Linked DNA regions of Mus musculus: regions 1, 2 and 4 are each linked to region 3. Evidence: chromatin contacts called from public HiChIP or PLAC-seq and promoter capture Hi-C data. All regions are on one chromosome and are shown on one strand. The core of a region is the stretch at or near the end of the contact, and the rest is flanking DNA. Distances in the headings are between cores, read along the strand shown.

Region 1 (6,481 bases), core at 380-2,879, 850 kb before region 3:
GCTGGCTTCCTTGGACAATACTTTGGCAGGATAATCTTATGCCTTTTTGCTATTGGCAGATGGATGTGGAAGTCTGTAAATTCCACTTGTCCTTCACTGACACCTAGAGGAACTCTTTGTTACTATTTGGTACAAATGGAAGTCCAGACTTCTAATAAGTCTCCATTGACACTGGGAGGGGAAAGAGTGTTTAGTTATTGCTCTCTGCATGGCCTCTTTTCACACGTGGGAAGTGGTCTTGTCAGTGAGGGATGGAATTCCGACTCAACTCTCTACTTGGCTTCAGCTTACACAGAGAAGGGTGTGTGTCTGTGTGACTCCTTACACTTAAGTGGGGGTGGAAAGAGGAGGCTAGAGAGAATGGAGGAGAGTATGCCCAAAGTACATTATAAACTTGCATGAAATATCTTTATGCAAGCTCCTCTCATCTACAATAAACAGTCAATAATGAACATACAATAAATTTGCTGAGCAATAGTGGCTCATGCCCTTAATCCCATCACTCAGAAGGCAGAGGCAGGCAGATCTCTGAGGCCAGCCTGGTCTACAGGGTAAATTCCAGGACAACTGGGACTACACAGAGAGACCCTGTCTTGAAAAACTAAGATAATAATTTTTTCTGCAAACTTTGTATCTTTTGAAATAAAATTTATTTCCAGCTATATGTATTACAAATTGTATTGCTTATACACTCTCTTGTGTTGTTGACGTTGTTGTTATAATTATTATCTTGAGACAAGGTCTCTCTCTGTAGTCCTGGGTGTCCTGAAACTCGCGATGTAGACCAGGCTAGTCTTGAACTCACAGCACTTGGAAGGCAGAGGCTGGCAGATCTCTGTGAGTTCGAGGTCAGCCTGGTGTAAAGAACGAGTTCCAAGACAGCCAAGGCTACATAAAGAAAGCACTGGTCTCAAAAACCCAAAAAGAGGCGGGGTGAGGGGGAGAAAGAAAGAAAGAAAAAGAATAAAGAAAGTTCCTAGACTTAGCACTATTAATAGTATTAATATTACATGTAATAGTGACATATATGTATGTATATATATGTATATATGTACACATATGTATTTATGTATATATGTATGTATGTATATAATGTATGTATGTAATATATATATATACATATATATATATATATATATATATATATATATATATATATAATAGTAATACTAGAATAGTACGTTCCTAGTTGTGTTAAATGTGGCTCCTTGTTGGAAGGAAAAGTGACTACTTATGTGTAGGTCTGTTTCTAACCTCCTTAAAAAACAAAAACAAAAACCGAGCCCCCTCTCCCCATCTTTGTAACAACATCACATCGCCGTTTATAATAATCTTGGCAACTGTAGCATTTATTTTTGCTTTTTGAAGCAGTGTCATGCAGCCTAGCCCAAAGGGGACCTTGTATTCCTGAGCTGCCTCCCTTCATTTCTCAAGTACTCGGATAACAGCCATATGCCATCAAACTCAGCTTTGCAGAGCAAGTTCAGTTTTTTCTGAAAACCGATGGAACCCAAACCACTACTTAGAATTTTCCTCCGGAAGATTTACGGTATAGGACTTAAGCAGACTGACGTCATTTAGACCGCAAAGGCTAAACTCTACCTCTGTTGGGCGCATCTTCAGAGCGCATGTGCTTCCCGAGTATTGTGATTGGACGGAACCAAGCTGCATTTCGTCAATTCCGAGGCGGGAGCATGAAGTTGATTGACCATGATCTCTCCGTCCTTTAGGTAAAGGCTAGGGATGTTGCAACCTCTTGGTGAGTGGAAATGAGGACGGTGTCCTGTCTAAAGCGGAGGCGCGGGGTACATCTGCTTTAAGTGACTGAGTGAGGCTGAGCACGTTCTGGGGAGGCTGTGGATCCTGATAGCTTCCGGTTCCCCGCGGCGCCCCACAGTGAAGGAAGCAGGGTTCAGGCACTCCGCCCCGGCACGCTCATCGCGGAGATCACCTGGTCTCTGTGTGTGCGTTTCAGGGTCTGGAGCCTAGAGCGCGCAAGGTCGCGTGTGCATAGCTACTGTGGCATGACCCCAGTGGCACTCCTGCCCGGGGATGGTTAGGAGATCTGGGTTTTCGGAAAGGGCGAGCAAGATTCTGACTTTGGAACATCCATGAGAACAGCTTTCTTAGATTAGACACTTCCAACCCTAACTGTGCCGGTTAGCAGGTGCAACTGTGGGTGGATGCCTTAAACATTCAGCGACCGTTTCTTCAGTTAAAACTTTAGAAATATGGCAGTAGTGAAGAGTAAATAAGTTTTTGCTTGCAAGGGCTTAGCTAGTGGCTACATGTACTCAACACATGGTACTCATACATTACTCTCAGTTCATTAGCCTTTAGTATAGTGATTTGAGAGTTAATACATACGCCTTTCCACACAAACACTTGCACTAGCTCTCAGGTGGGTATTTACTTTTGTTATTTTTCCTTTTTATGCGATATTTTATTAAATGTCTTTACAGGACAACAGCCAGCCTCCAGACACAGCTGCTAAGACCCTGTAGGCACTGACTGGGACATGTTAGTTGGCTCTGGCTTCCCACCTTTTTGTTCTGAGATGGTGGTGGTGGGCAGGATCTCATGTTTGGGATCCAGGATGCTCACATGGTCAAGCAGAGGGTTGAAGGGCTGACCTTAACACTTGGGTGCCAGGGCAGCATGATCTTTAGTGCCCAGCACATCCTGTCTGAGCAATACACAGTGCAGGCAATGTCAATACAGTAACTAAAAGAGTCTCCACTGTGCATATCCACAGCCTTCATTGGCCCTCTGTCCTTAGAGCTTCCCATAACCCACAGCCTTGGAAGCCCTTGGCCCCACTGTAGCTGTCTTTAGATACACCAGAAGAGGGCATCAGATCACATTACGGATGGTTGTGAGCCACCATGTGGTTGCTGGGAATTGAACTCAGGACCTTCGGAAGAGCAGTCAGTGCTCTTAACTAATGAGACATCTCTCCAGCCCCGTACTTACTACTTTTAGTGGAATTGCCTGTAAAGACTTTTCAGTCTTGTAACCCTGTAGGGGTAGTGGAAAGCTTTAGAGAAGTAGCAGGTGGCAAGGGACCCCTTAGTGATAAGGTTTGAATTAGGCATCAAGACCTACTTGTTTTAGAAGTGCAGGAAGGGAAACTAACTGGAGTACCCACCACTATCTGTCTATTGTAGATACCCACTTTCCTCATCACAGCAGAGTATGAAGTCAGTAGTAGTATCTCTACATTTCGGAAGAGTCCTGGAAGCTTAGCTGCAGCAAATTAATGAGGGGAGGCAGGCTTTTAGATACATTCCTCTATGCAAAAGCCATGCTCATCCAGGGAACCAAGATTGCCTTTGAGTTGGTCATTGTAAGAGAAATTATTGAAAGATTGTTACAAGTCCTGTGCACCCGCTTAGTATGGAGGCCCAGGTTCCTCCTCAAACCCTAGTGCCAGGCACTTGGGGGGGATGCTGGTAGTTGCAATTACTCCCCAGGCAGGAGGTCACAAGGTCAGGAGCTGGAGGCCAGACCCAGGTAGACTTACTTTTTTTTGGAAGATACAAAATGTCTATTCACTCTAGCTAGAGAGCAAGTTCATCCAAGTCTAGCTTGGTAAATGGGTGAGTTTATTAAGGTGACTGGGTGAGGAATTACATAGAAGAAACGTAATTCAAAGGCGTCTGCATCCCTGAAATGCCCGTCTCAGAATGGGAGCTACATTATTGGTTTCTGTTCACCTTGCAGGCAGCTCCACCACTGAACAGCCTTCTCTGTCAGCAATCATTTGCTCTCTGACCTCTCCTCAGCATGGTGTTTATTCATACAGCTGTCAGGACCGGCAGGCCTTGTTGAGTCTTGAAAGTTTTACGAACTTTCAGACTTAGAAATTTCTTATTTTATGAGCCGGGTGACCCTTCCTTGCTTGTTTAATTTTTCCTTTCCAACATTAAGAGTTCGTTTGGGATCATTTATTTTTATTCTAGTACATGGATTAGCAGGTTAAGTAGACTTTTCCTTATAGAGAACAGACTGTGAGAAACTACTTGCTATAGTGGAAAGAATCTTTGCTCAGTTTTTTGTTTTTTTTTGTTTTTTTTTTGTTTTTTTTCCCTGAGGGGGCTGGAGAGATGGCTCAGTGATTAAGGACACTGACTGCTCCTCCAGAGGACCCAGGTTCAAATTTTAGCACATAAATTTTGGCAGCACATAAGGATACCCCTAAGATCTCACACTCTCACATAGATATACATGTAGGCAAAATAAATGCACATAAAATAACGGTGAAAAGAAAAATTCTTTTCTGAGTTACATATTGATTAGGGATTTGGTAAGAATAGCAAAATAAAGTTACTATGTTCTAGTAACACATGTGTTACTAAGAGGAAAATGTACCAGCCTGGTCTACAAAGTGAGTTCCAGGACAGCCTGGGCTACACAGAGAAACCCTGTCTCGAAAAAACAAAACAAACAAAAAAAAAAAAAAAGAGGAAAATGTAGCTTAGTCCTATTTTCTTTTTCCCTCCCTGTTTCACAGTGTCATTATGGAGTCTAGGCTGGCATCAAACTCATCCCTCAGCTTTAGCCTTCACAGTGCTGGAACTGCAGGTGTGCACTGCTGTGACTGACAACTTTTGTTTTGTTTTTTTCCCAAGATAGGGTTTCTGTAGACCAGGCTGGTCTTGAACTCAGAGATCTCTGCCTCCCGTTTGTTGGGATTAAAGGCATGCACTGCTACCACCCAGCCGACAAGTTTTATTCTAATAGACCAAAAAAAAAAAAAAAAAAAAAAATTGAAGATGAGAAAAACGAAACAATGTGTCTAAATGAGAATAGCTAAGAGGGAAGCACAGCGGAGTTAGAGGAGTGTGTGGAAGAATGGAGGAGAGGCTCCACAGCGTGGGATGCTGGAGGGACACAGTGAAGGAACACGGCATAGAGCCTTTTTTTTTTTTTTAAAGATTTACTTATTTTATGTATATGAGTACTCTGTAGGTATCTTCAGACACACCAGAAGAGGGCATCAGATCACATTGCAGATGGTCGTGAGCCACCATGTGGTTGCTAGGAATTGAACTCAGGACCTCTGGAAGAGCAGTCAGTGCTCTTAACCACTGAGCCATCTCTCCAGCCCCCACAGCATATATCTTAAAGGTGCAAGTCTTGTCTTATCTGGGTGTCTTTGGCTAAGGACTGGGAGATCTTGTAGCTCTTAAATCCCAGGCTTGGAACTCTCCTGCCTTAAAGGACCTGATGGTGTTTACAGAAGAGTACAAGCTGGGTAAGTGAGTATGTGGTTGATTGTTCTCGCCTTTATAAGCTGGTCTGTTTCAGAGTCTTTTGGAAAATACAGTATACAGCCATATGCAGCTTAGCGGCGGTTGAATACAATGCTGTCATTGCGTAAACATTTGACTGTGTATTTGCACAAACCAGGATTGCTACAATGTCAGAAGACTGTAATCTTATGGGCCATCATCATTATGTATGCGGTTCATCATAGGCCAGAATGGCTGCTCCTAGTTATATTGTAAAGATGTGTTTCAAAGCTATAGTTACACAGGAGTTTGGGAAAGGAAGTTTGTGGTGTAATATACCCATTAGAGGACTATAACCTAAGCTCTAGTCTACTGGTGCATGGTTGTGGCTTGGGCATAATGATTTGAGGGTTGACAGGAGTGATGTTGACTTCAGTGCAGTGGCTTGGACAGTCCCAGTTGTTGTTGTTACTGTTGCTGTTGTTGTTACTGTTGCTGTTGTTGTTACTGTTGTTGTTGTTGTTACTGTTGCTGTTGTTGTTACTGTTGCTGTTGTTAGCCATTTTACCACAAAAGAGGCCAGCCTAAAATGACTAACTACATGAAGGGCTTTGAGTTGAGAGTAAGCTGAAACTCTGTCCAGGATAACCTCATTTAATTTAACTTGGAATGCGGTTGCTGCTTTTCTCTCTCTCTCTCTGTCTCTGATTTATTTATTTCATATATGTGAGTACACTGTTGCTGTCTTTAGACACACCAGAAGACAGAAGAGGGCATCAGATCCCCTTACAGATGGTTATAAGCCACCATCTGTGAGTCTTGGAACTCACTCTGTAGACCAGGCTGGCCTTGAACTCAGAATCTGCCTGCCTCTGCCTCCCAAGTGCTAGGATCAAAGGCTTGAGCCACCACTGCCCGGCCGGCCCACAGCAACTCTTATAAAAGGAAGTATTTAATTGGGGCTGGCTTACAGTGTTAGAGATCTAGTTCATTATCATCATGGCAGGGAGTAGTATGGTGGCAGCAGCAAGAGAGAGACTCTGGGCTTAGAATGGGCTTTTTGAAATCTCAGTTACACACACACACACACACACACGCCTGCCCCATGACATACTTCCTCCAACAAGGCCACACTTCCTAATCCTTTTAAATAGTACCACTCTGTGGTGACTAAGTATTCAGATCTGTGAGCCTGTGGCAGACATTCTCATTCAAACCACCACATTCTACTCTCTGGCTCCAATAAG
Region 2 (6,669 bases), core at 1,092-3,591, 910 kb before region 3:
GTATTCTCTTGGACCCTGATCATTGAGTGCTGAGGTCCTGTGCCCTGGTCATGTCATAGTCAGAACTACAAACACCACATTTCTGGCATTAAATATCAATTGCTTTAGCTGTTTGAGCTCATCTAGTTTCTCATCTTTTATTTCTTCCTACAAACTTAACTCTTACTTATCCTTACAGAACAACACAAATCTCAAAATATGGCTGACCAGGGGGCACGATTGAACTCCAAAGCGACTGACCGCCTTTCATTCTCTACCTCACCCCCATTGTCTCTATATAACCTGCCAGCTGGAGACAAGCTGTCTTCTAGGGTTGCCAGCCCTCTGAATAAAATACAGTTTTAAAGACTCAATTCCAATCTACTCAATGGTATGGACAAAGCAGCAACAATCTCTTTTATTCCAGCTTTGGCAGTCTCATTACTGTAGATGCCTTCTAAGTGTTGTGATGGTACAGGATTCAGAAGCCCTGGCTTGGTCTACATAGTGAGTTCCAGGACAAACAGGACTACACCACAGAGGAACCTGTCTCCAAAAACCAACCAACTAGCCATCGAGAGAAAGAGAGGGGGTGGGGGAGAGGGAGAAAAGAATCCCCGGCCAAGTGTGTGCGTGTATGGGGGGCAGGGGGCGCTCCTTAAAAAAAGACATTTAAGGGGCTGGAGAGATGACTCAATAGTTAAGAGCACTTGCTGCTCTTTCAGAGTACTTAGGTTCGATTCCCATATCTCACATAGTGGCTCACAACCAGATCTGATACCCTTTCTGGCCTCGGTGGGCATGTGTCTGATACACAGGCATACATGTAGGGAAAACACCCATAGACATTAAAAAATAAAAGAGAGAGAGATCTAAGCAGTAGTTAGGCTGAATGTCAGTCTGTAACCCCAGTACTTAGAAGACAGAGGCAAACAGATCTCCATTGTTCAAGGCCAGCCTGATCTACTTAGCAAGTTCCAGGACAGCCAGGGCTACATCGTGAGACCCCTGTCTCCAAAACAGAAAAGAAAAAATTATTACTCAAAGACATTTTTAAGAGGTGAAGTAGTTAGGGGCCAGCGCCCACCTAACCTTGGCTCCCCCTTCCGGGTATTTTAAAACTGGAGGCAGAGGTCTGGAGATCCAACTGTTTGCAAAGAAAAGGGAACAGCTCCTAGGAAGGGCCTCCAGCTGAATGATAACGCAACAGTCCTTGGGGTTTTACCCTTCTCACCTCCGTTTTGTCAGGAGACAATCCTATCTTTCGTGTATCTTAGAATCAGTCTATAGGAGTAGTAATTGACTTCTCTAGTTCCTAAACCTAAGTGTTACCCCTAGGGTGCCACCACCCTAGTCACAGGGTCTGCAGAAGGCAGGGACAGGATTCCATAAGTAAGGCTTGAACGCCAAGATAAAGGAGTTGGTTACCGCTTTCCAATACTACTGAACTTGTGATTGACCAAGGAAGAGTTTTAAAATACACGTGTTCTCACACTCCAGACCCAAAGAAGGGAGAGCAATGCTCCACTGGTATGTGAGCCGAGCAGACAGATCCGGCGAGCAAAGGTCTATCAAAAGCGTGAAAAGGTTTTACATTTACAAAAAGCCTGAAGGCTAGGGAGAAACCGAGAAGTGAGGGCGGCCGGGAGGGGCCTCTCGCAAAATAGGCGGAGTCGCTTTCGCCCGGGCTCCCGGTACCCAACGCGCTGTCGGACTTTGTGGGCGTTCCTCAGGGAAGCAGAACCCAAGTGCTTCTTACCCGCCTCATACGCCCGTTGGACAGCAAGTCGGCGATCCCCTTGGCAGCGTCGTTTTTCTCCGCCACGCAGAGAACTTTTCGCACTCCTCGGAAGGCCACTTCCATGGCAGCGCGGGACAGGGCACGGCCTCCAGGCCGTCGGTGCCACTGAAACGCTAAGAGGGTGACCGGGAAGATCATTCCCTAGGTCCTGCTCCAGCAGCAACTCCACGGGTGCCCGTGCATGCTGGAGAACCCAGAGGAAAAGCCACGAGGAACTGTGAGAGCCACCTTAATAAATGCAGTTTTTCCAGGCAACTGCCGCCTCGATCAGAAACCCACACGTCCGAGTCTCGCTTAAACTCGCGCTCACAGACAACTTCCGCCCACTGCGCCACTAAGCAGCCTTGAACTACAACTCCCAGAATGCCTCATGCCCTGTGCACGTTCCTCCAACACCGTTTCTCCTCCTCCCTTCCACCCCACTGTATTCTACTTTCCTTTTCTTTATGACAATGGGTAGTTAACGGGACTTGTCCTCTGGAAGATCTGATTGGCAGGGCCTCTTAAAAGGCGCCACTAACTTGGAAGTCTGTGTGGGCGTTTCCGGGTCACGCGACGCTGATGCTGGGGAGTCATGTGATACCAAGATGGCGGTGCCGCGGTAGCTTCCCTGGGACAGTACGGTCCTAGGAGCGGCGACAGTTTCTGCCCTTAGGTCGTGGGGAGACTCATTTGACTGATTCTGCGGTAGCCCGTGGCGAGGATTAATGACACGATCAGAGCTGGGACTGTTGATGTCGCCGGTAGGTTCCGGGGAGTGCTGGTGACCTAGCTTCAGGAACCTTGCGCCGGCCCGGGCAAACGCTGGAGAATGGCCAGCCTCCGTCATCTGGACCTGCAGCTTTGGAGTTCATGAGGCTTGCCCAGGGCATCACAGGTCCCAAACCTTGAGAGTCTGCGGCAATTCGAGTTCTTCGTTGTGTGACAGGGCAGTTTAGGATCCCCGGAAGTGCAAAGAAGGCCGCAAGAACTTCGTTTTCGCATCCAGAGGCCTGACTCTCCCTCCGACCAACCCTACATTATTTTCCATTTCCTCTCAATGTGCTTGCCATATTTCAGGAAATATGATCAGCGCCCCTGATGTGGTGGCCTTCACCAAGGAAGATGAATACGAGGAAGAACCTTACAATGAGCCCGCTTTGCCTGAGGAGTACTCAGTCCCTCTCTTTCCTTATGCCAGCCAGGGGGCAAACCCCTGGTCTAAACTGTCTGGGGCCAAGTTCTCCAGGGACTTCATCCTCATTTCCGAGTTCTCTGAGCAGGTGGGACCCCAGCCCTTGCTTACCATCCCCAATGACACCAAAGTTTTTGGCACTTTTGATCTTAATTACTTCTCTTTGCGGATTATGTCGGTGGATTACCAGGCTTCATTCGTAGGCCATCCTCCCGGTTCTGCCTACCCCAAGTTGAACTTTGTGGAAGACTCTAAAGTGGTACTGGGAGACTCTAAGGAAGGGGCCTTTGCATATGTGCACCACCTCACCTTGTACGACCTGGAGGCCAGGGGCTTTGTGAGGCCCTTTTGTATGGCTTATATCTCCGCAGACCAGCATAAAATCATGCAGCAGTTCCAAGAGCTCTCGGCCGAATTTTCCAAAGCATCTGAGTGCTTGAAGATGGGCAACAGGAAGGCATTCGCTGGGGAACTTGAAAAAAAGCTGAAAGACTTGGATTACACAAGGACAGTGCTACACACAGAAACCGAGATCCAGAAGAAAGCCAACGACAAGGGTTTTTATTCTTCTCAGGCGATTGAGAAAGCCAATGAACTGGCCAATGTGGAGAAGTCCATCATCGAACATCAAGATTTGCTGAGGCAGATCCGCTCATACCCTCGTCAGAAGACGAAGATCCCTGACTTGCAGCCTGGTGATACAGAGCATACCCAGGATCAGGCTGACCAGGTATCCACTACCTCTAATCCTGAGGAGTCCGCTAATGCAGACCTTTATACCTGCAGACCGGCTTACACCCCCAAACTCATCAAAGCAAAGTCCACCAAGTGTTTTGACAAGAAGTTGAAGACCTTGGAGGAACTCTGTGACACTGAGTATTTCACTCAGACCCTGGCCCAGCTTAGCCACATTGAACACATGTTCAGAGGAGACCTGTGCTACCTCCTGACCAGTCAGATTGACAGAGTGCTTCGAAAACAACAGCCCATAACGAATTTCCTCTTTGAAGATTTTGTAGAGGTGGATGACAGGATGGAAAAGCAAGAGAATGTACCCTCTCAGCCCAGTCAGGACAGGCTGCCTCCCAAGCCTGTAGAAGAATGCCCCATTCCTAAAGTGTTAATTAGCGTTGGCTCTTACAAGTCCAGTGTGGAGTCTGTATTGATCAAGATGGAGCAGGAACTTGGCGATGAAGAGTACACGGGGGTGGAGGCAACAGAGGCACGCAGTTTTGACCCCCAAGAGAACCTGGACTACCTGGATATGGATATGAAAGGGAGCATCAGTAGTGGGGAAAGCATTGAGGTGCTGGGCACCGAGAAGTCAGCCTCTGTGTTGTCGAAATCTGACAGCCAGGCCAGCCTCACCGTGCCATTGAGCCCCCATGTAGTCCGTAGCAAAGCGGTCAGCCACAGGACAATCAGCGAGGACAGCATTGAAGTCTTAAGTACCTGCCCTTCTGAGGCCCTCATTCCTGATGACTTTAAGGCCAGTTACCCAAGTGCCATTAATGAAGAAGAAGCCTATGCGGATAATGAGGGGGCCATCCATTTCCAGGCAAGTGCCGGCTCACCAGAACCGGATGAGACTCAGGAGGGCAACTTGGAAAATATCCCATCCCAAATAGACTCCAGCTGCTGTATTGGAAAGGAGAGTGAAGGTCACTTGGTGCCTCTCCCAACCCCAGCCTACACTCTTTCTGATGAGGACAGTGTGGTGAGCATTCCCCCACAGCGCTACATACAGAAGGACCAGGGGCTCCACGTGGACTTCGGAGTGGAAAACACTGACCCTTCTCCCCGAGACAACAGTTGTGAAATGTTCCCAGCTTATGAGCTGGATCCAAGCTGCCTTCTGGCTAGCCGAGATGTTAGTAAGATGAGCCTGGATAACTACTCGGATACCACTAGCTACATGGGCAGTGCGGCCTCTACCAGCTCAGACAGAATCCCCTCAGCACCTCCTGCTGGCCTATCCTCTGAGAGGCACAAAAAGAGAGCTGGCCAGAATGCCTTAAAATTCATCCGCCAGTACCCTTTTGCCCACCCAGCCATCTACTCCCTGCTCAGTGGGAGGACACTTGTGGTCCTGGGCGAAGATGAAACCATTGTCAGGAAGCTGGTGACTGCACTGTCCATCTTTGTTCCCAACTATGGCTGCTATGCCAAGCCGGTGAAGCACTGGATTTCTTCCCCTTTGCATATTATGGATTTCCAGAAGTGGAAGCTTATTGGCCTACAAAGGTAACTGGTTCCAGGAGGTGGGGAAGAGCCCTAAACATTACGAGATGAAGCAGGTTTAGGATCTGTGGACCCTAAAAAGGAAAGCCTGCTTCCTAGACAGTGGCTAACCCTACTCACTGTTCTTTCCTTTGGCAAATCACTCTTGATCCTGTTGCCTTCTCTTATCACGGGGCAGGGGATTCACAGTTGCTAAGAGATTGCCAATCCTGGCTCAGCCCCACTTCCATGTCAGAACTGTTTGGGAGAATTAATTTCCTTGTGAATGTAAGTGGTTCTATCGATAGAACCCAGGCCCTGAGCATGCTAGGCAGACACGCTACTTATATTTATATGCCCTGAATCGTGACTCCCCAGTCAGATTCTGATTCCATTTGTCTTGGGTAAACACAGCAGTCTTCGTTCAGTGAAGTCAGAGAATAGCTGGACTTGAAGATCTTACGTTCTGATTCCAGTCACAATGGTGTAAAGGATTGTGGCTGTCACTGTGGAAGATATAGAACTCCAATAACTTGTACTCTGCTGTTCTATTTGCTCTGAAAGTGAGGAGTCAAAGGACTTTGTCCTGCCCTTGTTTGAAATCCCTTCAGAGTTATGGTGCTCCCCCGTCAAGCCTCATTCACATAGATATCTAGGTAGGTTATTCCTGTGTTCCAAGAAAATAGGAAAATAAAGTTGACTTATTGAATAGACCTTTTTCAATGGTCATTGAATGGTTACTGCCCAGTGCCTGAATTACAAGCAGATTCCTGGTCTGTACAAGTGTGCACCCTCTTAAAATGAAGGAGACAGACAGGGCCACAGATTTCAGCGAGATGCCCTGGGAATGACAGTTGAGCCCACTGCACAGAATCTCAAGTGGTAAAGTGTCTGCTAGCATATGAGATACCATGTGAGTATCCTGCTGAGGGACGCAAATGCTAGGAATGTTCCTGCACAAGTGTCAGTGTTTATGCAATGCTTGTGCCCCAAAGAATGGCTTACTGGGGGTCAATGAGGTGCCAGAAGTGGCATGCCAATAGGTAGGTCACAGCTAATCCAGAGAAGCCCTAGGGAAGTGAGGTGAAACCACGACACAACAACACTGAGGTGAAAATCTTCAGAGGTGTGGTTGCAGAGGGAGCTGCAGGGGACTGGGTCACAGGTGCTGCCACCCTCACTGCAGTGGATTTGCTGGGTTCCTATCCTGTGCAAGGGACGCCCTGTGCTCACCTTATGCCGTATGGAGCTATAGAAGGGCCCCGATTGGGAGTGTGTTATTTTAGAACAGTACCTGGCCTTAGAATTGATTTGTTGTGAGGCCAGTCTAGGCTATATTAGCAAGACAGAAGCTTTATAAAAAAGTGATTGAGAGAGGTGCTTTTGTGTAGTGGCTCTCTTGTCCACAGAGCTGTGAGCAGTTTTTCACAGGGCTGTTTTTTTAAGCGGGGTTCATCTAGATCCTCCAGTCTTGGCTTCACTTGGAACTGCTCAA
Region 3 (6,379 bases), core at 3,399-5,898:
TGTGCCTGATTCAGACTCCTCCCTCAGAGTTCTTCCTATGGATGCCTGGGCTGGACAGCAGCAGAGGCTGATAGATTCCCAGAGTGCCACCTCTAGGGCAGTTGGAGCCAGCAAGGGTTCTGGCTTCTGCAGCCAGGGGATTCTTGCAAACTTTACCAGGTCATCTGTCCATCCTGCAGGGGGCCATACCAGAGCTGGGAACCCCCTCCCCGTATCCTCCTTCCCTGTGGCCAGTGTCAAGTCCAGCTTGGTTCCTGGGGACAGGATGTCATCTCTTCACTGCTCCATCTACCTACCAGTCTGCCCAAAACTTGTTCTGAGCATCATCTTGGGAGGTTTCCCTGTAAGCTTTAATTTTTCTCAACCCTAATTTTAATAATGGTTCATAAACATTTTAACCTCCCCAACACCCACCAGAGGTAGTGGGAAAGAAAGGTTATTAGGATACAGGGGAAGTGGACCTGTTTAGAAATTGTTCTTTGGAGCAAATCCCATCTGCATTGCCAGGAAATCGGCAGTTCAGTTCCCTGGAGTCAGCAGTGGCAGCTCGATCCACTCGCAAACGCTATACAAATACACCAGCAGTCCAGATTGGTAGTGTCGGGACAGCAAACACCAATTAGCAGTGGCAGCACAACCTAGCAGAGACAGCCAGGCCTCAGCAGAATCAGCAGGAGACAGTGAGGAACCAGGACCACCAGGGATACCAGAAGTTCTTTACTGTGTCTCTCTCTCAATGAAGCGCAGATCAGCGAAGAATGGAGACCAAGAAGTGTTGCAAAGCTAGCTATGCGAGCAAGCCAAGGCCCTCGTCATTGTCCGTTGGGTCCTATTTATACTCCCTCCAAACACTGCGTATCTAACCTCCATGGGTTTTGCCTCAGCATGTAAGTCTGTCTTAGCAAATCCGTGAGTCTTTATCAGCTTACATTACTCTGCCAATCGGCCCGAGTCCTCAGAAGCAGCAAGAAGCGACCAGCACACCACTGGAAGTGTTTTGGTGTGTTTCTCTCTATGAAGTCCCAACAAACAATGACCAATAAGCAATAGTAAGGCATACCAATACCATCCAGTGTCATCCACTGTCTCTTGTGTACCTTCCCATCAGACATCATGTGTCCTTTCATATGTTTGCTTTAACAAAAACATCCTTTCACCTGTGTCCTCTTCACAAAAACACCCTTTCACATGTCTGCCCCAGCAAAACACCACCCAACACAACTGACTTTCCAAAGAAACCACAAGTTCCCACTTCGTTTCCCCATACTCCACAGAGGGTCACAAGGGTGGGATTGTGCCAAACCCTTGACTACCTTCATTCCTCAACAGCAGGCAGCACCCAAGCTCTTAGGGACATCTCTGAGCCTCTGCATCTGCTGTTCCCATTCCTTGGATCACCCTTCCCTCCTCATAAGCCTAAAGAATTTAAGCTCATTCCTCTGAACTCACAGATGTTTGGTTTCTCCAGGTCTAGTAGCAATATCAGCACCAATAACCATAAAACTTCTGTCAGCCTTGTTTCCCATCACACTAAGGCTATGAGGTCCCTGAGAGAATCCTGGGTTTCACACAGGCCTAGCATAGCCAACACATGGCAAATGCTGCCCAAGTGTGTTGACCAGCTAGCTGAATGACCCTCTCAAGGTAATCAAGATGCTCGCTACATTCCACCTAGTACAGCCTGGCCCATCTCGAGGAGCCTGCCCAGATGCTGTTTGGCTCGTAGGTTCTGGGAAAAGGCACATGGGTTCCACCAGGACACTGGTTTTCCCAGACCCTTGCTGTACAGTACTGAGTAATTCTTTAATGTCTTCAAGGCCGTTTCTTCCTGGATATGACAAAAACCTAACCTCAAAGATCAAACTTTCTGTAAACTCAGCTCAAAATGTATCACAGATTGGAATACTAACAACAGATCAAACTCTTGGGGCTAGATCAAAAGTTCTTTGACACTACACCAAAAACATGATGTGTGACAGGTAACACGGGTGAAGTGACACCCTTTGTTCAGTGCCATGAGAGGTGCTGCAGACTGGGAGAGACCATACTCCCCCCCCCCCCCCACACACACACCAAACAAAGACTCTGTATCTACAATACACAAAGAGTGCTAGAGGCTCAGGAAAGGAAGCCATCAAGAAACGAGCCAAGCTACAAACAGACCCTCAATGAAGAGGACATTCGGAAGGCAGGCAGACACCTGAGATGCTAGCTAGAGTCAGGCGAGAGAGAAAGGAGGGAACCTTAACTGAGAAAATGTCTCCATAAGATCAAGCTGTAGATAAGCCTGCAGGACATTTTTTAAAATAGTGATTGATGGGGGGGGGGGGCGCCCAGCCCATTGCGGGTGGGGCCACCCCTGGGCTGGTGGTCTTGGGTTCTCTAAGTGAGTAGACCGAGAAAGCCATGTGAAGTAAGCCAGTAAGTAGAACCCCCATGGCCTCTGCTTCAATTCCAGCTTCTGGGTTCTTGCCTTGAGTTCCTACCTTGCCTTTCCTAGAGGAGGGACTGTTACCTGGAAGTATAAGGAAAATAAACCCTTTCATTTTCAAGTTGCTATTGGCCATGGTGTTTCATCACAATAGAAACCCTAACAAGGACAACAAAAGCCATCAGGATTCATAGCACAATAAGACTACTGGAGCATAGAGTGCTTATTTACCATATGAAAGGCTAGGCCTCATCCCTCGAACTGCAAAATAAATAAGTAACCACAATAATATCCTATACAAATATGCAAATGGATAATGAGCATGTGTTGGCCACATGAAAGACATTCACATTGTTGGTGGGGCTAGAAGACAGCCCAGAATTCTAGACCGCACTCTGGAAATTTGCTAATGATGCTGCCATTTCCACGGGATTAGGAGATAGAAAATGGCTGTCAAGGTTGGGGTGGGGACCTGGCTGCTTAGTTCTAATAAGTAAGGGCTCTGCAGTGTCACAATCCTGCTAGCTTTGGTTGGCCTCCAGCCTGCAATTCTGTAATCCTGCCACGCATTCCAAGTCCTGGGATTAGAGGTGTGCATATCTTGATGGTAATGGTTGTTAAACCTATACATAATGACAAGGCTGTATACCCCACTCCCCAGCGCTCACGCGCACGCACACACACACACACACACACACACACACACACACACAAGATCTGATGCAGCTCTGTGGATGGCCCAAAGGATTTTCTGGCCAAGACAGTCATATCAGATGAAACTGGAGAAAATGAATAGCCTCTCCATTCACTCTTTACAGCTTCTTGTGACTTGAGTGGAGCAGATGAGCCTTCCAGCCAGAGGGCCAGGTTCCTTAATGAAGCCGGGAACTCCACAGTGGTAAGAACAAGAGAATAAACTGAGGGTCAGCACATCTTTGTTGAGGGTACAAGACTCACACTCATCACTGCCCCTCTCTGCTCCTTGGGAATGGGAGGTAAGGAGGTGACTCAGGTGCCCGAGGTGGGCAAGAGTGCCAAGCAAGAGCAGGTATGAACCACAGTGTTCACCCAGTGTAAGGCCTGATGAGGACTTTGAGGCTAGAGGTGAAGGGTTTGAGTCTGGGGATCAGTGGTGAGGACTCCAAGGATGCTAACTAGGCTTTGAAGCTTTGAAAGCAGTGAATGCAGGGCAAGGAGGCCTTACTGGAAAATGAACAGTGAGGACATGTCTGGAGGGTACAATGTTGCCATTAGCTTGTCCTCATTAGGTTAAGGCCAGGGTCCACTGGGACTCAAACCAGCTCTATCCTGACCCAGAGATGGTAAGTAGGCTAGAAAGACAGGGCAGTATTGGCCTGGTGTCCTGAAACAAGAAGCTTCAGGAAGGAGCCCTTTGCCAAACTGCACCTGACATCCTGCCCTCAGATAAGGACCTAATGGTCTCCATCACTGGGGAACAGCCAAGAGCTGCGTTTGAGCACAGCTTGGTTCTCTCTACCCTTTTCTGGCGCAGGGTTCAGGCATGTGAGGTGCACCAGGTTCTGCTAGGTGGGATCCCAGCAAGCAGTTGGGCTCAGGACTAATCTGTATCTGGTCTGTGCACATGGAGAGCAAGAGTGTGGAAGCAGTTGGAGCTGGAGCTGGGCCTCGGCCCACGACCCAACCTTCAGTCTACAACTGGACAGCTGAGCATCCCACCCGCAAGACAGAACCGGGCCAGAGATGGACCAGGATCGCCAGCGGGACTGGGGGGCAGAGGAAGACTTCCACGAGGCTTAGAGGCAGCAAATTGTCCAGCCTTGCGCCGTCTGAGGAGATGAATCAGCTTCCGGCTCCGCCCCCGGGGCCGCACGTGACCCCAGGTGAGGGTGGCAGGGTGGGCGGGACCGCCCTTAGTCACCGGCGGTCCAGCCCGGTGCCACCACCAACGCCTGTGGTTCCTCGGGTCGTCCGGTCTGCACGGCGCCACCTGCTTGGTAAGCAAGTCCCTCCTCCGGGTTTGCGAGCCTCACTTGGGCTGGCGTCCCGGCTCTTACTCCGGACTGGGGCGAGGGTCCCCGTCAGCCCCAGCTTATTCCCAGGATTCCGAGAACCTCAGGCGGATCCCAAGACAGAGGCAGAGGACAACCGCGGCCCTGGACGGCTCTGGCTAACCTCGCCACGCCTCGCTCCGCCCACACACTACCCGCCACGCCCCTTCCTTCGCCACGCCCCCGCCCGCCCTCTGACCCCGACCGCGGTCTTTTGCTGATTCCCTCAGGTGCGGTTCTCAGAGGCGCCGAGGCCCCGGAGCCTGAGAGCGCGGTGCCCGTCGGGCCGCGTTCCCACAGCGAGGGCCACCATGGCCTTCTCCCAGGTGCAGTGTCTGGACGACAACCACGTGAACTGGCGATCCAGCGAGTCGAAGCCCGAGTTCTTCTACAGCGAGGAGCAGAGGCTGGCCCTGGAGGCCCTGGTGGCCCGGGGTCGCGACGCCTTCTACGAGGTGCTGAAGCGCGAGAACATCCGCGACTTTCTTTCGGAGCTGGAGCTTTCGCGTATCGTGGAGGCCATCGAGGTGTACGACCCGGGCTCTGAGGACCCGCGGGTCTCGGGCCGCCGCCCCGAACCCCAGGACAACGGAGGCGCGGATGCCAGCGAGGAGACCAGTGCGGCGGGCGGGCCCCCAGCCACGGAGACGCTGCCCTCGCTGGAGTATTGGCCCCAGAAGTCGGACCGCTCCATCCCGCAGCTGGACCTGGGCTGGCCTGACACCATTGCCTACCGAGGTGTGACCCGGGCCAGCGTCTACATGCAGCCACCCATCGACGGGCAGCCGCACATCAAGGAAGTGGTGCGCAAGATGGTCAGCCAGGCGCAGAAGGTGAGGCGCCACGGCGAGACCCCCATTCACCCAGCACGCATGGGCACCGAGACAGCCCCTGGACCTCTGACTGGCCTCTCGGTTGCCTCCTCCGGTGATCAGAAGCTGAATGTCCACTCCCTCTAGCAGGTGGCACTGGGCTTCCAGGCTGAGTGGGCTTCTGTGCCCTCCTGGAGTGTTTCTGAGTTCCCCAAATGCAAACCATGAGCTGTGTGGGAGGAATGCGGCCTTTCTCTCACCCACTCTCCCTTATCTCGTCTCAGACCCAGGAGCAGATAGAAGCTTGCACACATACATGAGCTTGCTGGCAGGGGTCTCGGGAGAGACGTGGAGGCTGGTCTGGAGCCCTGAGGAAATCTGCCTGCTTCCTAGCTGTGCTGTGTGGCTGGTGGTGGTTCTCCAAGCTTTTCTCTGAGTGCTACAGTAGCAGCAGCTGTCCAGGCCAGAGCAGGTGGTACCTATTGAAGGTTTTCACCAGTGGAAGAGGTGAGGGTATTTACTTAGGTTGTGGTTTGCCATCAAGAGGCTCTTCAGGCCTTGTGTGGATTCCCTTAGCTGACAGCCGTTGACTGGGCTGCACAGTGCCCGGCTTTGGGTGACTGCTCCATACTGACACACACACATCTTGAGAAGCTGTGTACAATGCTTGTACAGACAGTCAAACCATAGCTGGGTGGCCATGAATGAGCAGAGGTGTGCCTGATTTGACAGGCAAGGTAGCCCAGCAAGTTGCGATATATCTAGAGCAGGTCTGTCTTCAGGTGGTAGTGAGAGTGTTCCTACCTGGGTCTGACCCCTTCACTGTCCGGGTCCAGAATGAGGCAGTCAGTGTACAAGGCCAGGTGTCTACCCTGGGGACTGATCTGGCTGACAGGGCCTGGGGAGCTCTTGGGCAGAGACCAAAAGTGGGTCAGTAGCTGAGGTGGCTCAGCTTTCCCCCAGAGTCGAGGCTCTGTCCATGGGGCCACTAACTGAGGGTTTCTAGTCTGTAGGTACACTTTGCATCTCTAGCCATTGTGATGGTAGGGTATTGGGTGGCAGGAAGGAGGAAGGACTGAATAATACTCTGGACACCTGAGAATAGT
Region 4 (6,848 bases), core at 4,144-6,643, 660 kb before region 3:
CCTCGGGAGGCTATTTTTAACTCTGAGAGACCGAAGCCACTTTCCTCCCTCCCTCCCCTTATTGCCCTTTATTTCTGTCCTCCTGGGGCCTGAAGGCCTGGAAGCTTGTCCCTTTAGAGGAAGAGAGAGAGGGGAGAGAGGAGTCTCTATACTGCACCTGTGTGACTTCGCTGGGTCTGCAGGCTGACCTCCCATCACTCATCCTGGGGGATAGAGGAGGGGAAGCCGGAGCGAGCGGGAGGGGCCCTTTGGAAGCCTCTTTGCTCTTTTCTAACCCATGGCTTCCACAGTCTCTTGAGAATATGGAAACATTTCCTAAATTAAAGCAGGGGTTTGGCTCACAGTCAAAAGTCCTAGGGTAGATCAGGGAGGCTCAAAAGACCTGCCTGGAGTCCAGTTCCTCTCAGTATCTCAACTCCTCTTTCCTCAAGGTGTACTTCAGGTGGTGCAAGGTCCACAGCAGTGCTCTGCTACCAGTGAGCAACCCCGGGAAATACACACATGCACATGCTAACACATGCGTGCACGCAGACATACACGAGCGCGCACACACACACATGCATGTACACACATGAACCTTCTCTACCTATTTAGCAAAAGTACTGGGGTAGGTTCTCGTTCTCTTTGATCTCTGTGATCGCTTTGATCACAAGCCTATCCCTCAGCCAACCACTGTAGTGCTCAGTGCTGGCCTGGATCACTTCTTATCGGTTGTCCCTGAGTGGCTGAGCCCCACAGGAAGCAGGTAGGGGTATGAGATAGGACCTGATGGGAAGATGAAGGATCTCAGAGAACGGTCCTAAATCCAGGCTGTACTTAGATGGTGATGTGTCTTAGAAGTTTCACAGCCTGAACAGGAAAACCCTGTCTCTGGTTGCCTATGAGTTTGACCAGAGCATGGCAGAAAGCCCCGGCCTTCAGCCTGGTCCCTAACTGCCGTGTCCTGGATGTTAGCAGCTGCTCCTCACCATCACAGCTCTAGAGGAGCAGGAGTAGGGCCTAGCCATGCACAGGGAAGCAGTCAGCTGCTGGCTTTGCTGGCTGATCGATGTCTGCTTCCGGACAGGTGGGAGGGAGGGACTGTGAACTTGCTGTCCTATTCTCTGCGTGCTAATGGTTCCTGGAGTTTGTGCCTCAAATCAATGCTTTTGGCTTAATCAGAAGTCCACGGTTACCTGGGCAGGGGAAGGGCATGTGTGTATGTGATGACATGTAAGATTTCCCTATGGCTCTCCTGGAGACAAGGACCCTATTCTTGCTTGGTTTCTACCTGTCTAACTGGGGTGGGATCTACCTGCCTCTCACTTCCAGTGAAGGTTGGTGGGCATTTAACTCTATCATGTGATGCCTGGCAGATACACAGCTGGCACAGGCCATTATAACCATCCCCATTATCCTTGTCAGCAGTGTATATCTTGGGACAAATGGTGCTGAAGAGAGAGGCCAGTTTAAGGGCACAGCTCTTGGGCCTGGGCTCTACTCTGTGGCTCACAGCCTGAGTGACAGGTTTCTTTCCACTTGACTGATTGCCTAGACTGTGGACAGGGCTCAGGCAGAATGCCCCCTTGTGTCTCTTGACTTCCCGCCCATGGTTCCTACCACAAATGCTTATCCTGATGCCCATGGGCACCGTTCTTTCTGACTCCTTAGATGGGGTATTGATCAGGGGCAGGATGAGCACTGGAGTAGGAGGCTAGGCTTGTTTCCCAGATGGTCACGCGCACACACACACACACACACAGTCCCATGACCATGCAGATGATTTAAATGTGTCCATGAGCACTGAGCTGAACAGAAGAACTGTTCCTGGGAGGAATTCTCCACCGTCCTCATCACGCTTGTTCTGGAGACGAACCCTCATGCCCATGGTGCCTGCCCTGGTCTGCACACAAGGACCTGTCTCTGGTCTCATGGAATTGGTGTGACAATCAGGGAGGTGACCAAGATGCCAGACTCCTGGGGGGAAAGGCAAAGCAAGAAAGGGGAGGTAGGGATGGCCTAGGAGTGGTCTTTCCCTGGGGTATCCTGAGATGTCCTGAAGGAAAAGCTGTGGGGGAAGCAACACTCCTGCCTGGACAGGGTTGGGCTGGTGGCAGCCAGTATTCCTGGAAGGGAGAATGGAACAAGTGGAGGGCAGAGGCTAGGCCAACATCTAGGCGAGGCAGAAGAAATCCTATCCTTGGAGAAGGTGTTCTTAAGGAGCGTCAGGTGCTGCCAGGCCAACAAAGACACTGAGGAAGGACCTCTTGGTTTCCATAGGAATTGGTTGTCAGAAAGGTGGCCAGCTGCTGGGCAGAGAGGCCGTCGCTTCAGACTGCTTCTCAGGAGACAGCATCCCGAAGCCTTCAGGCATTTCTCTGGATGGCTTTGCTGTTCTTGCTGTCCTTATGTCAAGGAAGGGTTTCCAAATAAGCTGATGGCTTCCTCTGGCTGCCCCAGCCTGAGACTCTAAGGGCACACAGGCACAGGCGTTCGGCTGAGAGGATGGACAGGGTCCCAGTTATAGCCTTGTCCAGGAGGATTCTCTCAGATTGAGGGACAGCCACACAGGCCCCTGGGGATGTATGCATGCATGCACAGGACAACTTATCTCTGTGCCGTGCAAGGCAGGAATTGCTTTTCTGTCCTTGTGGCCACCCATGCTTTGCAGAGAAGGATGTGGGACTTCAGTGAGAAGTGTGTCCTTGGGTCCTATGCTGGGAGCAGTTGTGTTGAGGCTGGGCACATTCTAGAAAATTCCCTCCCTCAGCTCTGGAGGGAGGCAGGATGTCTTTTCCTGAGATAGGGATGGTATGACCCACCCTGTCCACACCTGGAGCCCTGCTTAGAGAGAGTCTCCTGTATGGCTGTCCTCTGACCTCTGTCACTGTATCTTGAGCATGGGTTTGCTCTCCATAGGAAGGTTATGACCATGAGCCTGGTAGAAGACTCACGATGTCCCAAAAAGAGATGAGATTTTGGTTAAGAAATGAAGCTGGTCCCTGCTTGTAAGCTGGAGGGTGGGATGGGAAGTCTAGAGTGCAGAGCTCTTGAGTGCTTATGGGAGTTGGGGTGGTTTCTCTGGTGGGTCTTTTTTGTTAGGTGACCTTGGACAAGATGCTGGTTCTATCTGTGAAATGTGGCTGATGAAAGGGTAGGGGGAAAAACCCTACCCTGGCTTTACGCAGGCCTCTGAGATCCTTGCTCAGAAAAGCAGCCGAGTGTGGCTGTATATGCGGATGTATGCTCCACCCTTGAACTCATTATAGGATCAGCCTAAGATCCTAGACCTAGTGGAGCCCTGTAATGTTTTGTCCGTTTTCTTGTCTACCAGCATGCTGTGAGCTCTTTAGGATGTCTGGTGGAGGCCCCCGAATGCAACCTGAATTTGCTCTCCCAGAGAGGGTAGAGACTGTGGGGGGGGGATTTTTTCCTTACTCCTGCCTTTGGCTTCTGTGTTCTGGACACCAGGGCTGGGTAGAGTGGACCAGGGACATCTGAGCCATTTTTCTCCTTGTTCATTCAGGAGAAGGTAGACATCAGGACATCATGTGCCTGTCCAAGGCAGGCCTGGGGGCCTGGGGACCTGGGAATAGAGTCCCTGGGGTTACCCGTTTTCTCTCTATTGCAGCCCCTAACAGTGACTAGACAGGAAGGCATGGCCATCTGAAGGACACACTTGGTTCTGAGACACCTCTCCCTACCACTGTGAAACTAGATAAGCAACTATTCCTTGATGAGCCTCAATGTCTTTATCTGTAAAGTGGGTCCATAGATCATATGGCCTCCCAGAGGATCGTAATGGCAGCAGAGTAACTCTAGCTAAGTCCTTGGCACAGAGGCCAGCACAGATTGCTTGAACACCCAAGACCCACCAGCCGTTTGACTCAGCCCCTTCCTCAGCTAAGAACTGTACATGCGCTCATCTCTTTTAACCCTCACCCCAGTGCCATAACTCAGGGAACCTCATGATGTCCATGTGATCACAGGGAATCCAGAGACCCAGTGCTGTTGTACCTGGCGCTCAGGGTTGCTCAGTTGAGTTAGGGTAAGCATAACCCAAAGTGGGAGAGTTTTCTGGGGACTCTGGGGTCTGGATGAGGAGTCGGCTCCTGGAGGTGGGATGGTGGGTTTTGCAGAGCGCTGAAGAAGCTTCCAGAGCCTGGGCATCTGGGTGGCCAGAAAGCTGCGCTTCTTGGCTAGGATCCTGCATCGAGTGTCTCTGCTATTCAAATGCATAATTATATTTCACATTACAGAGAGGCTGGAGACCAGGGGGCTGGGGAGTTTTGTGAAGCTTGTGTTCTGCCTGCAGACCAGCCTTCTTGACCTGGTTCTTCAGTGTTAGGGTTGAGCTGGGGGTCAGCTCTATGATAAAATGGGATTTCCCTGAGGCCAGCTAGGCTGATCTGTCTGCTAGGCTGAAAGGTCCAGGCTCTGCAGGAGGCGAGGCCCAGACAATAGGCTCCAGGAGACTGGGAGAGGAGAGTACCAGGGGTGCCTTCCAGACAAGAGTGGGCAAGGGGAGGGGAGTCACATGGAATCAAATCAGCAGAAAGGCCAGAAGGAGGAGCACAGAAAAAGCAAGAGATGAAAGCTAAATACAACACATGATGGGAAGAAGCGATATGGTGTTTAAAGAGGATGGGGTGTGCCTGTAACCCTGTGCTTTGGTGTGTAAGGGGAAAGAACGCGTGAGCTCAGAAGCGAGCCTGTGTGGATGTGTTGACTGATCCCACCCCGTATGTGCATATGTGACTATGACTGCACCTGTGCACCTTAGCCACCGCGCTCCTCATCACATGCATCTCGTGCAGGTGTCGCCTGAGCTTGCTATCCTGCTGTGTGCAGCCCGTCCAGATTCCCTTGCCTGCCTGTAGTCTGAGTATTTATTATATGCTCGCCATGCACCTGTGTGTGCGCGTGTCCCCAGGAAGATGTGTGTGTATGGGTGTGTGTGTGCCACGCGCGTGCGCGCGTATGTGTTCGCGCGCGCGCGCTCCAGTGCGCAAGTGGCTGGTGCGTGTGGGGGGCAGCTGGGGCCAAGAGGGGCCACCGGGCCAGGCCAGGGCGGTGGTGGGCGGGATCAGCGGCGCCGCGGCGCAGGGCGGGCGTGCTTTTGGCGGAGAGTTGGAGGAGTTACCGAGAAGGGCTACTGTGGCAGCGGGGCGCGGAGCTGGGTGCGCGCAGAGCTTCTGCCTCCCGCCGCCTCCTCGCCCTCCATTCCTCGTTCCCCGTCTTCCCCCGGCCACGCCGCGACTGCGCTGCCACCGCCTCCCTGAGAACGGTCGCCGGGGGAGGGTGCCCTGTACGATCGAAGCCCGTTGGGAGGTGCAGGACACCCACACCCGGCTCAGGGGAGCGCGCCCGGCCCTGCCCGGGATCAGATAACTGCGGCGGGGGAGGGGGTGGGTCGGCGCTTCTTGTCGCGGGACTGAGCGACAGAAGCCAGCGGCGAGCCCGGAGCGAGCGCCGAGTGGCTGGGGGCGCCGTCTGGGCGTGCGCCCCCGACCTATGGCTGGCTGGTGGCACCCAGCGCCCGGGAGCGACGCGCCCCTCGGCGTGGAGCGCTCCCAGGGGCTGCGCTGAGGCGGCGGCGGCAACGGTGGCAATGCAGCCAGCGCAGCGGCGGCCGGGACCGGGAACGGCCGCGCGGAGCTTGGAGGACGCGGGACGCGCCGCGCCCCGGCCACTGACCGAGGTAAGAGCGCGGCCGCGGGCGCACGGCCCACCCGCTCGGCCCCAGTTCCCCGCAGACAGCTTCCCGCCCCGGGTGAACGAGGGGTGGTGCAGCAACAGGGAAGGTGAGGCAGAAGAGCTCCCTCCGTTCCTTTTTCTCCTTTCCCGTGGTGAACCACCAGATGAAATGCTGACAGAGAGCTTTTCTTCCCCTGCCATGTTTCGGGCTACAGCCACCAGGGAACTTTGCTCCGGGCTAACGTCTTTCCAGGGGTGTATATATGTGTTGCGGGGGCGGGAGGGGCGGCTCTCGGAAACTTTGAGGAGCTCTTGATTCCCCTCGGCCGGCTGGATTGAGGGGGCTCGTAAAGCAGCGGGCGGAGCCACTTTTGCGCGCGGCATAGGTCCTAGGCGTGACCTTACCCGAGAGACCTGTGATCAAGATGGGGTACAGAGTGAGTGCACAGGTTTGGCTAGCGACCTGAGAATGCTCCCGGCTAAGACCTGGGATCTTTGGAGACATTTCTTTCCCGTCGCCTGTGCTGTAATGGAGTCAAAATAGTCTGGAGGTGGTTCTTAACCATCCATCTAGCCTGCAAGTCCAGGGCACCTTTTGCTTCTTAAATTTGGTCTTGAGAAACCCCAAAAGGGGCTCAGTGCAGAGTCTCTCCTAGACGCACAAGTCTATTCTGGTGTCCTGTGGGGGAACTGCACCCTTTGGAAGAGGCAGCTGGGGTGGCGAGCCTATGAAGAGCTTTGGGGGAGAGCGGGAGAGCTGAGGCCCTAGACACCCAACACCCGGACACCCGTACCTGCCTTAATTTGTGCACATGTCCTATGACTACCTTAGAGCTCACAAGAAATTGTCCTTTGGTGAAGGCCTCCAGTTCTAGGAGGTTCTGCCGCCCTACTGATAGACCTGGTGGGATTGGGGCTGCCCCTCTGGCCATTCCCAGAGTGTGATACTGTCTTTGGTCCTTTCTAGTTTCTTCCTTACTACCTGTACCCAAGCCCAAAGCTGGCAGTAATGATCTAGGGACTTCCTGGCCTTGGCATCCACCTCCTGAGCACTGGTTAGAGGCTTCAGCTCTCTGGATTGCCTAGGTGCCCACATGCTCACAGAAATCAGCTGCCGCCTCCTCCAAGGTGGAAACCCACAAGGCTTAGGCTCCCAGCCTTTACACACTCTT

The links. Promoter capture Hi-C pulls out the DNA fragments that hold promoters and counts their contacts. HiChIP or PLAC-seq counts read pairs in DNA pulled down with a chosen protein or histone mark.
Region 1: a promoter capture Hi-C map of pre-B cells shows a contact between it and region 3, with 2.4 times the contacts expected there. The contact joins the promoter of Dhrs7b here to the promoter of Fam83g in region 3. A contact is called at or near these places in 4 of 39 promoter capture datasets (embryonic stem cells, frontonasal cranial neural crest, liver and 1 more).
Region 2: an H3K4me3 HiChIP or PLAC-seq map of bone marrow-derived macrophages shows a contact between it and region 3, with 5 times the contacts expected there. The contact joins the promoter of Smcr8 here to the promoter of Fam83g in region 3. A contact is called at or near these places in 3 of 39 promoter capture datasets (liver, second pharyngeal arch cranial neural crest and stem cell-derived epiblast-like cells) and 1 of 115 datasets of contacts at active chromatin or transcription factors (bone marrow-derived macrophages).
Region 4: a promoter capture Hi-C map of hematopoietic stem and progenitor cells shows a contact between it and region 3, with 2.8 times the contacts expected there. The contact joins the promoter of Kcnj12 here to the promoter of Fam83g in region 3. A contact is called at or near these places in 2 of 39 promoter capture datasets (hematopoietic stem and progenitor cells and liver) and 1 of 115 datasets of contacts at active chromatin or transcription factors (forebrain).

The regions. Positions count from the first base shown.
Region 1 is chr11:60,829,002-60,835,482 of GRCm38.p6, forward strand. Dhrs7b (dehydrogenase/reductase (SDR family) member 7B) reads left to right here and starts at 1,630. Exons shown (of 7, transcript NM_145428.2): 1 at 1,630-1,730. The coding sequence starts at 1,711.
Region 2 is chr11:60,775,184-60,781,852 of GRCm38.p6, forward strand. Smcr8 (Smith-Magenis syndrome chromosome region, candidate 8 homolog (human)) reads left to right here and starts at 2,342. Exons shown (of 2, transcript NM_001085440.1): 1 at 2,342-5,198. The coding sequence starts at 2,845. It overlaps Top3a (topoisomerase (DNA) III alpha), which reads right to left and starts at 2,182. Exons shown (of 19, transcript NM_009410.3): 1 at 1,739-2,182. The coding sequence starts at 1,918.
Region 3 is chr11:61,679,762-61,686,140 of GRCm38.p6, forward strand. It overlaps Fam83g (family with sequence similarity 83, member G), which reads left to right and starts at 4,649. Exons shown (of 5, transcript NM_178618.3): 1 at 4,649-5,294. The coding sequence starts at 4,773. All of the region lies in intron 9 of Slc5a10 (solute carrier family 5 (sodium/glucose cotransporter), member 10), which reads right to left.
Region 4 is chr11:61,017,171-61,024,018 of GRCm38.p6, forward strand. Kcnj12 (potassium inwardly-rectifying channel, subfamily J, member 12) reads left to right here and starts at 5,394. Exons shown (of 2, transcript NM_001267593.1): 1 at 5,394-5,680.